Regions from separate parts of the Hordeum vulgare genome. Here region 1 is linked to region 2. A link is a contact called in public Hi-C data. All regions are on one chromosome and are shown on one strand. Each heading gives the region's core, a stretch centred on a gene start, on an enhancer-like site or on the middle of the called end of the contact. The rest is flanking DNA. Distances are from core to core; before and after follow the strand shown.

Region 1 (3,381 bases), core at 613-3,112, 510 kb before region 2:
GGGCCCGGCATTGAGGTGGATGTGGAGGCTGCTTCAAGGACATGTAGGTGGATGACTCAGAATCCATGCAACCGGGCACATACACCTAGTCAGGCATGCATCCAGGCACGTACATCAAGTCTCATACGTACTGGATGACTCGGAGTCCACGCAGCCAGACACGTACACCCAATCAGGCATGTAGTCGGCACGTACACATAGCTATATTTGGCCACCGGCTAGCAGGAGGAGGAGGAGGAGGGCGATGACGACCTTGATCCGACTCAATTTGCTACTGATCCAAAGAAAAAGGATAGGGGAGAAAGCTTCAACATGAGGGAGGACGAGTTGTTGTGTCATGTATGGTGGCCACTACCATCGATCCAATCCATGATAAAGAGCAAAAAGGCTCAACATTTTGGGCCTACATTCACACTTGGTTCCACGAACACAAACATTTCGAGCCCTACGCCGACGAACTCATTCGCAACCGTGGGTGAATTCTCTCAAACCACCGATGGTACATCATCCAAGAGTCAGTGTCCAAGTATTGTTGCCACTTGAAGCAACTCATCGGACAATGACCAAGTGGTGCGCAAATCTCCGAGCAAGTAGGTTGTCATATGTGTTGATATTTTGGGCGGGTATGTAAATTGTTGCTCGGGTATGTAAATTGTTGCTCGGATATGTAACTTGTTGGACGAATATGCTCTATATTTTGGTCACCTGGCCAAATCAGATATGTAACTTGTTGACAATGTTTTACTCTTTAGCCTTCTCGCGCATGCAATTTGTTCATGAAGTTGAAGAAGAAGAACTTTGTTGTCTTGCCCTGTTGGTTGAAATTGAATGGGCAACCCAAATGAAATGTATTCATTGCTAACTCCGTCATGACCGTCGACATGGACACCGAGAAAGAAACACGTGATCAAACCAACCCAACAAAAGAGTCGTCCAAAAAGGTTAGAAGAGTGTTTCAAGGAAAGAAGTGGGAGGAGGAGAAGGCGAAGCGAGAAGGGCGACAACCAAGATGATGGAGAGGTACAAGGACATGTTAGCGAAGAAGGAGTAGGCATTTGTCAAGAGCCCTGACATCAAGGAGGCATGTAAGGCCGAGAGGTTTACCATATCGATGGCGGCAACCGAGAGAAAGCTCAAGCTTGGAGAGAAGAAAGCCATGCTCGATGAGAAGAAGATTAAGATTGCACCACTTTGGAGGATGCGAAGATATTGACCTTTTAAATGGAGGAATTATATGATGATGCCAGACTAATCATGAAAGCCGCCAGTCTTAGGATATTGAAGCACACAAATGGTTATCTCGAGAGGGAGAGAAAGGGACGATCGAGAAGGCGGCAACGACACAGTGAGCGTGGAGGCTTAGATTGCCGGTCGGGCAAGGCAAACATCTATTTTATGCATTGAATGCCGGTACGATATTTTTTATGACCGGGCATGTAAAATCTATGCATATTTGTCTCTTTTTGGTTTGTGGTCAGCGCACGCTACGTGATCGGGCAGATTTGAATTCAAAATAATTAAACTTGAGCGGACATTTAAGAGACATCTTTGGATGATTGGCTCTTGCATCATTGTTTATGGACTGGTTTCAACCGTTCCATACAGTCCGTAGACCTGTACGGTGTCCTGATTTAGGGATCGGCGTTGAGATTAGGGAGTAATAGTTCTTTGTGGGCTACTGGGCTTGTACCTTGAATACACAAGTCCACTTTCAACGGTTGGATGGGCTGGACCCGTGACCTCGATGCGATCAGGAGGGAGGAGCCGAGGAGGCGTCGAAGACACGATTCGAGATCGGCCCATCTCCTGTATAATATAAAGAAATATCACGATCCCAAACGGCTCTCGCTGTCTCGCACTACAGCCTGTACTCTGCAACCCTTTCCCACACCTCTCCGGCATTTCAAATTCAAACCCCGCCGTCTCCGCTTCCACTGGCTCCCCCACCCATGGCGACCAACGCCCTCCTCTCTCCGGCGGCGGGCAGGACGCCGAACCCCAAGGCCACCCCTTCCCCGTCCGCCCGCCGAACCGTGGCGGATTCGGCCTCGGCCGCGGCGGCGGCGGCCGCCGCCGCGTCGGACACCAAGGCCCGGTTCGAGGCCTACAACCGGCTGCAGGCGGCGGCCGTGGCGTTCGGGGAGAAGCTCCCGATTCCGGAGATAGTGGCGATAGGGGGCCAGTCGGACGGCAAGAGCTCGCTCCTGGAGGCGCTCCTCGGCTTCCGCTTCAACGTCCGGGAGGTCGAGATGGGCACCCGCCGCCCCCTCGTCCTCCAGATGGTCCACGACCCCACCGCCCTCGATCCCCGCTGCCGCTTCCAGGTGCGTGCACTGCCCCGCTTCACCTCTTCTAGGGTTTCCCCCCCTTCGTTCCCCTCACAGATCGAGTCTGGTGCTCCTGGTAAACGCGTGCGAGCGGCTGATTAGCGTGGGTTGTGCGGCGCATCGCAGGAGGAGGACTCGGAGGAGTACGGCCACCCCATGGTGCAGGCCGCGGCCATAGCCGACCTCATCAAGCAGCGCACCGAGTCGCACCTACGGACGATCAAGGCCGCCGTCTCGCCCAAGCCCATCGTCATGAGGGCCGAGTACGCGCACTGCCCCAACCTCACCATCATCGACACCCCAGGTTTCGTGCTTAAGGTAGGCAGCGGTGAATTGTGGGCTTCCACTTCCCAACAAAGTGCAGTGGTTGTTTGGTCTGTTTGTCAGCTGGTTGATGGAATTCCTGACCGCTGTAGGCCAAGAAAGGTGAGCCGGAGAGGACGCCTGAGGAGATCCTGTCGATGGTGAAGACACTAGCGAGCCCGCCCCACCGCCTCATTCTGTTCCTCCAGCAGAGCAGCGTCGAGTGGTGCTCTTCGCTCTGGCTCGATGCAATCAGAGAGATCGATCCCACTTTCAGGCGCACCATGATAGTCATCTCCAAGTTTGACAACCGACTCAAGGTATGCTTGCCAGCCTGCAGAACAATCAGTACACTGTGAGGTTCAATAGCTTCTTCACTGTAAATTGTGAAATGAAATTGGTACTGTGTCTTATGATGTTGTCGCCTATTTTGATCATTTCAAGGAATTTACTGAAATGAAATTGGTATCGTGTCTTACGATATTGTTGCCTGTTTTGATCATTTCAAGGAATTTACCGAAAGGTGGGAGGTCGATAGCTACCTGAGCGCAAGCGGTTACCTTGGGGACAATATCCACCCATTCTTTGTGGCTCTTCCAAAGGACCGAGGAACCATCTCCAATGACGAGTTCCGGCGGCAAATATGTCAGGTAGATATTGATGTGCTGCGACACTTGCGTGATGGTGTGAAAGGGGGTTTCAATGAAGACAAGTTTGCTCCGTACATTGGGTTTAGCTGCCTCAGGAAGTA
Region 2 (3,245 bases), core at 229-2,728:
TTCGGCACCGCTCAGCCTATAGATGGATATGAAGATGAGAGAAAAAAGGTATATAGGTTAATATAAGCTACTATTCGCAAAAAAAGGTCAATATAAGCTATTAACAAGTCCTTTGATTGTATTGAATTTCACCTGTGGATAGCCTCCCTGAGCTATTGCTTTGATATCGGCTAACTTTTCAATTGCCAGCATAGCCTCCGTTATGATAGGCGGCGTAAGGAAACTGGTGTGGAAGACGTCTCTTCGTTGGGAAGCCCTTTGTGCCTGCACACGCTTGATGTCAGTACAAATTCATGAATTGAAGGACTAATGTTCATGTAACTGGTAACCCCAGTAACTTGTTCAATATAAAACAGGGTGATATTCCTTCTCTTGGAAATGGGCTAGTACTAGAACAAATTTACTGAAAAGCCATGTAGCAACCTCATGGTACATTGTTAATATGCAAAAGGCAGTTATGTTATGTTCTATTTCAAGCATCATGCGACACTATAGTATATCAGGATCAAATTTGTATTTCCTCCCTGCAGCTTATCCGTATACATCTATTCACTAGTTCTAGAACTCCTGCCACTTGGTATACCTTGGAAGAAGCAATTTTGAGCAATTTTATTCTCTTCTTACAAAGGCACCAGTCAATATGAATATATGATTCAAAGGGTATGTTTTCACACCCCAAATGGTCATTTAATTAGCCTTTTCTTCATGCTTCAATAGCGGAACAGCTAACACAAAGCACATCTGATTTCCCATAATTTCCATGTACTAAAAATACTCTCTTAGAGAGGAAGCATCAGCCTATTAGAACACAAGCTGAAGCTCATGAATAGTGGGAAGAAATCTCAAATTCGTCCACGGGACAAGTATCCGCACTATCATCAACCATCTAATCTCAGCAAACAGGACACTCAATAGAACCGTTTCACTTTAACATCGATCTGGACTGTGACGGAAGTCCAATGGAAAATATAAATGTGGCTAGGATTAAGAAAAGGAGATAACCATATCCAGAATGCGCATAACTTCCTCTGTTACATGCATGTACATCCATTCACCAATTCTAGAACTCCTGCCACTTGGTGTACCTTGGAAGAAGCAATTTTATTCCCCTCTTACAAAGGCACCAGTCAAAATGATTCAGAGGTTATGTTTTCACAGACCAATTGAACAATTAACTGACTTTTTCTTCACGTTTCAATAGCGAAACAGTTAACACGAAGCACATCTCACCTCCCCTAATTTTCATGTACTGTCTTACAGATGAAGCATCAGTCTATTAGAACACAACCTGAAGCTCATGAATAGCGGGAAGAAGTCTCAAATTCCATGGAGGCACAGTTCGTCGACAGGCCAAGTATCCGCACTATCATCAACCACCTAACCTCGGACACTCAATAGAACTGTTTCATTCACGTCGATCTGGACTCTGACGGAAGTTCAATGGAAAGATACAAATGTGGTAGAATTAAAGAAAAGGAGATAACCATATCCAGAATGCCCATGACTTCCTCGGTTACATGCCTGTGCACGCTCCCCTTCGCAGACGAATCTCCGACTGCGGCCGCCGAGACGGCAAGGGCCACGTCACACCGCCCTGTGCATGGGCGGCCAAGCCTCAGACAACAGCTCAATCAATCAGAGTATGAGGCCGACCGGGCAATGGCTTACGGCTTTACCTCGCGCGAAGAAGTGGAGTGGTGTGGGGTTAGCACGGCGCAGGCAAGGGGGGTGGAGGAGTCGCCGGAGAGGGCTTGCCAAGGCGACCGCGGCGGCCATCCTCTCTGCAAGCCGACGAGGCCGCCTGTGCTTTGAGGAGCGCTCTGTGATGTGATGTGATGTGACCGTGCGGTTGCCTGACCGGGTGGGGGGGTTGTGCCGTTCTGTTATGCCGTCTGTGGCCCTTTGTGGGCTCTGTGGACTGTACTGGTATCGCAGTATCCCCGCCGCCGCGCCGCCGCCGCGATGAGCACGCTCCTCCGTCGCATCCTCTGCAGCACGCCCGCCGGCGCCTCCCTCTCCCACCGCCTCCCCTTCGGCACCTCCTCCCGCCGCACCCCGCACCGCTTCCGCCGCAGCCATCGCGCGCCCAGCCAGGCGCCGTCACCCGACGCCGTCTCCGCGGCCGTGGCCTCCCTCCCCTCCCGCCTCACCCCGGCCGTCCTCGCAACCTCCCTCGCCTCCACCTCCGACCTCCGCCTCCTCTTCCCGCTCCTCACCCACTCCCTCGGCCGGCCCACCTTCCGGCCCGACCCCGGGCCCTTCCTCGTCGCCATCAAGCGCCTCGGCGCCGCCGGCCTCTACCACGAGTTCGACCGCACCTGCGGCCTCTTCTTCTCCCTCCTCCCCTCGCTGCCGTCCCCGGGGCCCCTCCTCAGGGCCGCCCTCTACTTCTACTGCGAGTTCCGCAGGCTCGGCAAGGCGTTCCACGTCTACACCCTGATGCGCTCCTCCGCCGACCCGGCCGCGCGCCCCGCCGCCGACACCTACCACGCGCTCTTCACCGCGCTGTTGTCGTGCGGGGGCAACGACTCCATGGTCCACTACATGTACATGGACACCGTCTCGGCGCTGTTCCGGCAGATGCTGGAGGAGGGCCTCCCGCCGGACACCCGGGCGCTCAACGTGCTCGTCAGGGGCTACGCGCAGTCGCTGCACCTCAACGACGCGCTGCGCGTGTTCCACCAGATGGCGCCCGTCTACGGCTGCGAGCCCGACGGCCTCACATACAGCTACCTCGTGCGCGGGCTAAGCGCGCAGGGCCGCACGAGGAACGCCGAGGAGCTGTTCGACGAAATGCGAGGCAAAGGGATGATGCCGACGGAGCCGGCCTGCAACGCGTTCGTCAGCGCGCTCGCGGTGGCCGGGGAGGCCGCGGAGGCCGAGCGGGTGATGTGGGACATGGCCAGGGCGGGGGCGGTGGTGGACCATATCACGAGGAGGGCCGTGGTGGAGGAGCTCGGGAGGGCCGGGAAGAGGGAGGACGCTGAAAGAGTGGTCGGGGAGATGGAGGAGATGGGCATGCTCAGAGTCGCCGAGCGGCGAGAGCTCCTGGCCTCGATCCAGGACGACGAGTACGGCGACGATGGCATGGATGCTGACGAGAGCACGAGAGGTGGTGATCGGCGGCGACGACAAAGTGGTTAACAGAGTCAGAGTGTTCCGCTGGCGGTGCTGATTACCACCACGCGCGAACAAGACGTCTTGTAAACACATGCTAGAATGAAAGAGACGAGGAATAAACCAAG

The links. A called contact is a pair of places that touch in the nucleus more often than the background predicts.
Region 1: a contact with region 2 is called in a Hi-C map of leaf, with 8 times the contacts expected there. The contact joins the promoter of LOC123444398 here to the promoter of LOC123444397 in region 2. A contact is called at or near these places in 4 of 6 Hi-C or Micro-C datasets (leaf and seedling) and 1 of 1 datasets of contacts at active chromatin or transcription factors (embryo).

What each region holds. Positions count from the first base shown.
Region 1 is chr3H:484,785,216-484,788,596 of MorexV3_pseudomolecules_assembly, reverse strand. LOC123444398 (dynamin-related protein 5A) reads left to right here and starts at 1,862. Exons shown (of 8, transcript XM_045121098.1): 1 at 1,862-2,324; 2 at 2,454-2,645; 3 at 2,744-2,950; 4 at 3,140-3,381. The coding sequence starts at 1,950.
Region 2 is chr3H:484,270,147-484,273,391 of MorexV3_pseudomolecules_assembly, reverse strand. LOC123444397 (putative RNA-binding protein YlmH) reads right to left here and starts at 1,478. Exons shown (of 11, transcript XM_045121096.1): 1 at 1,003-1,478; 2 at 133-264; 3 at 1-16. The coding sequence starts at 1,047. LOC123444396 (pentatricopeptide repeat-containing protein At2g27800, mitochondrial-like) reads left to right here and starts at 1,919. Exons shown (of 1, transcript XM_045121095.1): 1 at 1,919-3,245. The coding sequence starts at 1,963. The coding sequence ends at 3,144.